Regions from separate parts of the Canis lupus genome. Here region 1 is linked to region 2. The links are chromatin contacts, called in public Hi-C maps. All regions are on one chromosome and are shown on one strand. The core of a region is the stretch at or near the end of the contact, and the rest is flanking DNA. Distances in the headings are between cores, read along the strand shown.

Evidence for each region. A called contact is a pair of places that touch in the nucleus more often than the background predicts.
Region 1: a Hi-C map of skin fibroblasts shows a contact between it and region 2, with 2.7 times the contacts expected there. The contact joins the promoter of MFAP3L here to the promoter of NEK1 in region 2. A contact is called at or near these places in 4 of 9 Hi-C or Micro-C datasets (blood, liver and skin fibroblasts).

Annotation. Positions count from the first base shown.
Region 1 is chr25:20,974,701-20,978,564 of UU_Cfam_GSD_1.0, reverse strand. It overlaps MFAP3L (microfibrillar-associated protein 3-like), which reads left to right and starts at 1,721. Exons shown (of 3, transcript XM_038573589.1): 1 at 1,721-1,803. It overlaps LOC106557779 (a long non-coding RNA gene), which reads right to left and starts at 1,095. Exons shown (of 2, transcript XR_005378209.1): 1 at 421-1,095; 2 at 1-37.
Region 2 is chr25:20,622,594-20,626,344 of UU_Cfam_GSD_1.0, reverse strand. It overlaps NEK1 (serine/threonine-protein kinase Nek1), which reads left to right and starts at 2,244. Exons shown (of 35, transcript XM_038573569.1): 1 at 2,244-2,805.

The DNA.
Region 1 (3,864 bases), core at 472-2,971, 350 kb before region 2:
ATCTGAAGAGAGGTGGACAGGAGTCGCAGTGAATGGTCTGAAAGAAGGAAAAAAAGAAAGGTACGTAGTACCGTGGAATTATTTGAAACTGAGCACAAACATTTAATCTTTGATAAAGAGAGTTAACATTTAGGGTTCTAGTGCAAATGTAAAGAATACTTGAAAAAAGATGTAGGTTTCTCGAAAGAAAGACGGGCTGAGAAGTTCTTAGAGCTAATATGTGTTATTATTGGAGATGCCGTAAAGCCAATGTTAAAATAGTTCCAATTTCAAAATTTTAGGAAAAAATCCGGCTTTTTGGGTCCCTCGCAAGCCAGACCCCATGCCCTCGCCTCCCCTACCAGGGCCTGGGTCGAAGCGACCTGTGCACGTGTGGAAGCTACAGCACCTCCAGGGCCCTGCCTCCACCTGCCTCCTGACCTTCAGTGTCGTGACGGGAGCGCAGCTCCATCCACCTCGGGCAACGACAGGCGGCCGCGTGCGGCATCCCGGCCCCGTCCGGAGCATGCTCAGTCCAGTCCTGACCCACTTTGCAGGTCCCAGCTCGGGGCGGGGGGTCGGAGGTGCTACTTTGCTTGGTTTGCCAAGGACGGGGAGAAGGAGGGGAGAGGCTGGGAGCGGCTCAGAGACGCCTCGCTCCTGGTGAGCCGGCCCTGGCCCGGCGGCGGAACAGGCCCAGCGGGCACCGGAGCCGCCGGGATCGGCAGGTGTTGAGAGTCCACCCTTCCGGGTTTTCCCAGCAACCAACGGAGAAGGGGGCGGTCCTGGAGTAAAAGGGTCGGTCTGGGCGGGGCCACGGGGCGGCCCGAAAGGAGGGGGGAGGAGCCCGGTCCCGGCCCCAAATAGCGTCTCGCAAGTCTTAAAAATAAAAACTAAATAAATGAATAAATAAAAGGTGGGGGGCGGGGGGATGGGGGCGCTGCTTGCATCGTAGGATCGCGCTGCCGAAGTTCTGCAGCTGTTTTTAAATAATAATTTTAGAATAATATATCTTATTATAAAAGCTCCATATCGTCCACTAGAGAACACTTAGAAACTGTAAATAATCAAACCAGAAGAAAATTAAAAATCCCTGGAACCCCACCGCTGAGAAGGCAGCAGAGAAGGTCCTGCCGCGTCCTCCTCCACCTGCTCCTGCGCGGCTCCCGCACGGACAGCGGAGCCCCGGGAAGGCCTCCAGGTGGCCTCGGCGCCGGGGGGAGTCCGCCCCGGGGTGCGACCCTGGGGCACCTGTTCCCGGGCCTCCCTGCGCCTCGGGCGCCGCGGCACCCCGGGAGGGCGCTGGGGCCCCGGGAGCCCCGCCCCCGCCCCCGCCCCGCAGCGTCAGAGCCGGTGCCCCGGGCTCCCGCGGCAGCCGCGTGCGCGAGCGGGGGCGGGACCCAGAGCCCCGGAGCCCGCGCCCGCTGGAGGCGGACCCCGCACCCGCAGCCCGCCCGCCCCGCCCCGCCCCGCCCCGCCCCTCCCCGTGGCTGCCGCGAAAACCCGGCGGCGACACCCCGGCGGCGACACCCCGGCCGCCCCGCGCCGCCGCCGCCGCCGCGCCCCCGGCCGCCCGGCCCCCCCCGCGCCCCCTCCGCGCCCCCGCGGGCCGCACTGGGCATGCTCGGCACCGGCCGCTCCGGCTGCCGCAGGTGCAAGCCCCGCAGCGCCCGCCCCCGCCCGCGGAGCTCCCCGGCGCCGGCGGAGGCGACTCGCCCGCGGTAGGAGCTGCCGGGTCGGGCGCGGGGCGGAGCGGCGGCATCCGCACGGGCGGGCCATGGCGAGGGGCGCTCGGCGGCCCCCGGAGCGGCGCGGCGGCGTCAGGTGAGCTGGGGCGCGGAGGCGGCGCGGAGGGGGCCGGGGGCGCGGGGGCCCGGGCGGGGGCGCGGGGGGCGGCGGGGGTGGAACCCGCGCGCGGAGGGCGGCCGGGTGGCTGCGGCCGCTGGGGCCCAGGAACTTTCGGGCGGTGCTGGATGGAGGCTCCGCCAGGTCCCAGTACGGGGGTCCCGGGGGGCCTGCGGGCTGCGGACAGGCTTGTGCCATCCTCTTCTACGGCCGAGACCGCGGTGTAGACAGGATGCTGCCGAGTAGCCTCCCAAGCCGCCGGGGCGCCGGGGAACGCCGAGCGGCGGCGGGGGCCTTCGGGGGAAGCCAGGTGGCTCGGATCAGCGTGCCTCAGTTTCCCCGGGGCGGGGGTGGGGGGGTGGGGTCTACCGTCCCGTGGCCCAGAGGCCCTGAGTTCGGATGCTGCGTGCGGAGCCTAAGAGTGCAGCGTCCTGGTGCTGCAGGCGTGCGGGAGGCTGTGGGTGCAGCAAGCCGCCGCCTCGCGACGGGAGCTCGCGGAGTTTGTCGCATTTGACTCCATAGCAAGTTGACATCGAATTGCTTCATGGCGTGGAATGGGGAAAACGTGCTTCATCGACTTAAAAAAAAAAAAAAAAGTAATTGCAAAGCCGATTTATTTTAAGCTCGACTATTAACTTGCCTTCGCCTCCAAAAAACTTGAGTTTGCAACTTGCAAGATTTATAAAGCAAGCTAGCAAAAAAAAAAAAAAAAGGAAGAAGAAGAAGAATGTAGGTTCATTATCTGCTCACACTGTAGAAAATAATCTATTATGGTTGAATTGTCATTGTTTTTAGGGAAACTTGCTAGCAGAAAAGTTTGGTTACTGTAGCAATCTTTATTTTGTGTTAGCTTATATGAAGAACTTGGAAATCTAGCATTGGAGAAGCTCAGTGTTTTTTGTAAAGGTTTCTCACTTCTGCTTCTAGATGAAACACATTTGTTTCAGTTGCTACTATGCTGAACATAGTAAAATTGTTCAGGATGAAATACAAGATGGAAGAGGATTTATATTCAAGAGAGAGAACATTAGAACGATGTAGTTCCTAGTGGTATTTTACTTTTACAGAAAAATGCAATTTGTAGATCCTACTGGGGTTTCTGCTCTTGGTTCTTCCTAAACATTTAGTACCATTACCACTCTTAGGATTGTTGGATTTAATGGGAGCGAGGTAAACAGTCCTTGTTCTAGTAGGAACCGGTTCTACCCCTAAGGCTATATCCTCAAGCCTGTTTCCCTAAGTACAACTTAGTAGGTTCAGTTGTTTTATTTATTAAGCTTATTACAAAACTTCTTGTTTGCATTCTTGACAGACCTTAATAGACTTTGGAGATGTGTTGACTTTTCAATGGTTTGTGAATAGCCTTTAATGTTTGTTCTGGCCTGAGATGGTTCCAGCTCTAATTCCAGATACTCAGTGATTTCCCCAGTGGGCTTTATGCTTGCCTGCACATAACCAAGATTTAAGAACAGGAACGCTTGAAATGTCCAGACAACAATAGCAACAGCATGATTAGTGTTTCTACAAATTGGGCCTGAAGTCTTCCATGTTAGCCAAAGGGTTTGGTTGGTGGTGTTCATTGTTCTTAAATGTACTTCTAAGTACATTCATAGAAAAATTTAGAAGTTTGAGAAAAATCCATGTAAATATTTGAGAAATTGCACTTCCCTTTTCTTTAAAAATGTGTCAAGTTTAAAGTCTGCCTCCAGGTACTGCATACCTGTGCAACTTATCCTGTGTAGCAGGTCTTGGTTCTCAGGCTGCATTCCCAAGTGGCAGGCAGTAATGTCTCCCTTTAGCTTTGGCTTCTTCTTAACCTAAAGGAAGCAGCAAGGCCTAGGAATATGTGCATATAGGTTTAGTAAAGGCCAGTAGGTCCCCTTCTGGATCTAAAAAAAAACCTCATTTTTTTTCAAGGTTAGGAAAAGCGGTGAAAAAAAAATTTTTTTAAGATTTTATTTTTATTTTATTTTATTTATTCATGAGAGACACACAGAGAGAGGCGGAGACATAGGCAGAGGCTCCTCCTGCGGGGAGCCC
Region 2 (3,751 bases), core at 995-3,494:
GGTTGGTGTGGTAGTTGAGACAATCCACAAAACACACTTAGGAATGATCCTAAAACACAGAATTCGCTCAATTAAAAAAATTGCTCAATAAATATTAACACTTATCATATGGTTTAGATCACTGCTGACAAGTTTGACTAGAAACTCAGATGAAAGTTCTACAAAGCAGTGAGAGTGGCCAAATGCCACAGGATACTGCTTTGGTATGTGACCCACCACAGAGATCAAATCTGACTTCCTGAGTGGTCTGAAAATTATTACCAACATGTCACAGGACAGGAAATGGAAAGCCTATCATCGACACAACCTGGAAAATAACCAATTTATTAATATAAAACTACAACCTCAGCAAATCTGTCCCCCTGAACTGTATATACCCCTTCCCAAGTTGGATTTTACATTCTTAATGAGCTATGTATGACTGAAAACACATGCTTAAAACACAATTTCCAAGCTATAAGTACTATACATTTAAATTGACTTAAAATAATGTCACCCATTTTCCAAGCAAAGAATCAGTCTTTGAAAAGTGTGGGAGTCAGGGTGTGGGAGGGAGATGCCTTGGATTGTGCCAATAGTGGCTGTTCCTATCAACCAGAGGTCATAAAAACACTCAATTTGAGAAAACATCTGTAGGTCACACTTCCGATTTTTAAGCCACACTATGTAACGACAATCAGCAGGATTGGTGAAAGATGAAAATTAACTTTTATGATGAAAATCAACTATACATTCACATTCTTATATGTACTCTTGAGCTACACAGATCATATTCTCTAGTGATTCACAAAGGCACATAAAATTCACTAATTTTAACATCAGTTAAATTATTTCCATACTAACCTCATCAAGAAAAGAATCTTATTAAAAAAAAAAAAGAATCTTATAAATTAAACTGTTCAGAAATTAAAGGTAAAGCATTTCTGGAAAGATTCAATAATCAATGACAAAGCCACAATGATGCTGCAGTAAGTAAATTGTATGGCTCAAAAAAGTTTACGGTTTGCAGAACTGAACTTTCAAATTACAAGAAAAAAAAAGATTCAATTCTTAAAAACAAGGTTTTTTTTTTTTTTCCTCCAAAAGAAAGAAGAAATCTCAGAAATCTTATACACATATAAGGTATAATCTTCCTGTGCTCCAGTTTTAAATAATATACAAATAAAGCCTATTATATGCAAAACTAAAACTTGAGATTCTAAGGTAGTTTCTGATCCAGGTTTATGATCAAAACAAATGTTTTATATCTACACGAACTAGGTCTTGATATACACATAAATTCAGGCTAAAGATAGAAAAACTGAATAATAACTTTAAATTTTGGGCAATTTTACCGCAAGTTAAAACCCACTATCTTGAGTTCAATATTAATCTTTCCTGGAACCTACTTCCACGGTATTCAAAGGCCCTTCTGCAGTTCCTAAAGGAAACAGGAGAAATCTTCAGGAATGTCGAGGATACGTATACGCCTGATCATTTAGGCTGCCTGTTCTAAGATGAACCAAGACGAGAGCCCTGGCATCACAGCTGACCCAAACCCGTGAACGTGCCAGGTCACTCACCTTGCAGCTCAGAGGCATAGCAAAATCCGTGGCTGTTTTTTGCGCTGCCTTTGGATTCTGCATCTGTTCCAAACCTAAAAACCTAGCTACCCTGGGAGCTCCACCTGGAGACGGCTGGACTCCACGGACACTACTGCAGTTTAAACGGTACCTTGGATTTTCTACTGATGGTTACGGAAATTTTGCCAGGCGGGACCTTTTTTGTCCTCCTCCCAACACGGGAGCAGCATTAAGTTCAATCCGCTTCCTTCGGAGGGCCCTAGAGTCAACTGCTTCCACCCCACATTAAAAAATAAAAATCTCCAACCTCACTTCCCTCTTAAGAGACTCAAACTGAACCCGTGCTCCGACTCGGAAACGAAAAAGACTATGCCTTTCAGCCCAGCACACCCTCCGGCCTCATTACGCAACCCAATTCCCGGCCGCGGACGGACTGGGGCTGGGAAAAGGGGCTGTGGGCTCCGGACCAGCCCGGCCCCGAGCCGCGTAAGGGGAGCCCGACAGGTGCGTCTGCGCGTAACGTCAGCGCGCCGACGTGAACGGCCGCTCGGCGTCGGGCCGCCGAGGCCGTCCTCCGCCGGCCGCGCCGATTGGGTGGAGTGAGGCGGTGGGCGGGGCTGCGGCGGCGGGGGGAGGGGAGGGGCCGGGCGGGGTGTGCGCCCTGCGGGGCGGCCCGGGGCGCCAGACCTTCTCCCGCAGCCGGCTCTCGTCGCTCACGCTTCGCGGGTGGCCCCGCCGGTGACCTCTCGGAGGGGCGGGAGGCGGCCGCCTCGGGGAACGTTCTCGGAAGGCAGTTCCCGGCATCTCCCGGAGCTCCCCGCTCCACGCCGGCGGGAGAGACCGGAGCCGCGCGGAAAATCACCGCCAGCTGTGGTCCCGAAACAGACGGAGAGAAGTGGCCTCGGGCGCCGGGTTTCGCCTGCGTGCGGGCGGCCGGCGGGGGTGCAGCGGGCTCAACGCGCTCTCCGTGTGGTTGAGGGTCCTGAGCCCGACACACCTGTAGACGAAGCTGATGACCCAGTTTAACCCAGCTCAAAAATGATGCTTGGAAATCAGCTATTGGGGAAAATGTGCCATTCGAGGATTTTACACGGTGGACTTGAATGTATTCACCTTCATTAAATTAATGTGTGCCGGCCAGCATTCGTGAACCCGACCCCCGAGCTCATAGGGGTTTACGTTGCGGTGCAGTCCTGAGCCCTCCCCTGGGACAGCAGTGTGAGAAGAAGCCTTCCCGGAGGAGGTGACGTCTGATCTGCAATTTGGGAAAAGTTGGGGCAGAGGGAGGAGCAAACAACCTGGTAGGAACGGCAGGCAAGGGAGGAGGAAATGGAAAGTTAGTTCTATGTTATCCTGGCGTTACTTGGATATAATATGCACGATGTAGCCTGGGGATAGTGAGTCGAGATGCTGATGCAGAAGTCAGCGGTTATGCCGAAGAGTTTGTGTTTTACCGTAGGTAACTGGATGGTTGGAGAGCTTTGTAAGTAGTTTTTCCCCCAAGGTTGTTTTGAAAATATCCGTGGGGCACCTGGGTGGCTCAGTGGATTAAGCCTCTGCATTGGACTGAGGTCATGATCTCAGGGTCCTGGGATAGTCCCACCTTGCGCCCCAGGTGTTGGGGCTCTCTGCTTAGCAGGGAGCCTGCCTCTCTCCTCCCTCTGCCTGCTGCTCTCCCTGCTTGTGCGTTGGCTCTCTCTCTCTGTGTCAAATAAAATCTTTAAAAAATAATAATAATAAGGGGATCCCTGGGTGGCTCAGCGGTTTAGCGCCTGCCTTTGGCCCAGGGCGTGATCCTGGAGTCCCGGGATCGAGTACCGCGTCGGGCTCCTGGCATGGAGCCTGCTTCTCCCTCGCCTGTGTCTCTGCCTCTCTCTCTCTATCATGAATAACTAAATAAATAAATCTTTAAAAAATAAAATAAAATTTAAAAATAAAAAATATCCAAACAGCCAGAAAACCTGAATCATGGACATTGCATGCCCATATTCAGCGGGTTTTCATTTCTTTAAAGTATATGATAAATACTAAAAACTTATGTTTGTGATGTCTAAATTCCACTTAAAATAGCTGAAAATGACATTGATATGGACATGACAGGATCAGTCACCGACATTAAAAAATTCTGCAATATTTTGCTTCATCTACATTAGGATTTTCCCCCCTGAAGCATGTAGAGTAGGATGCAG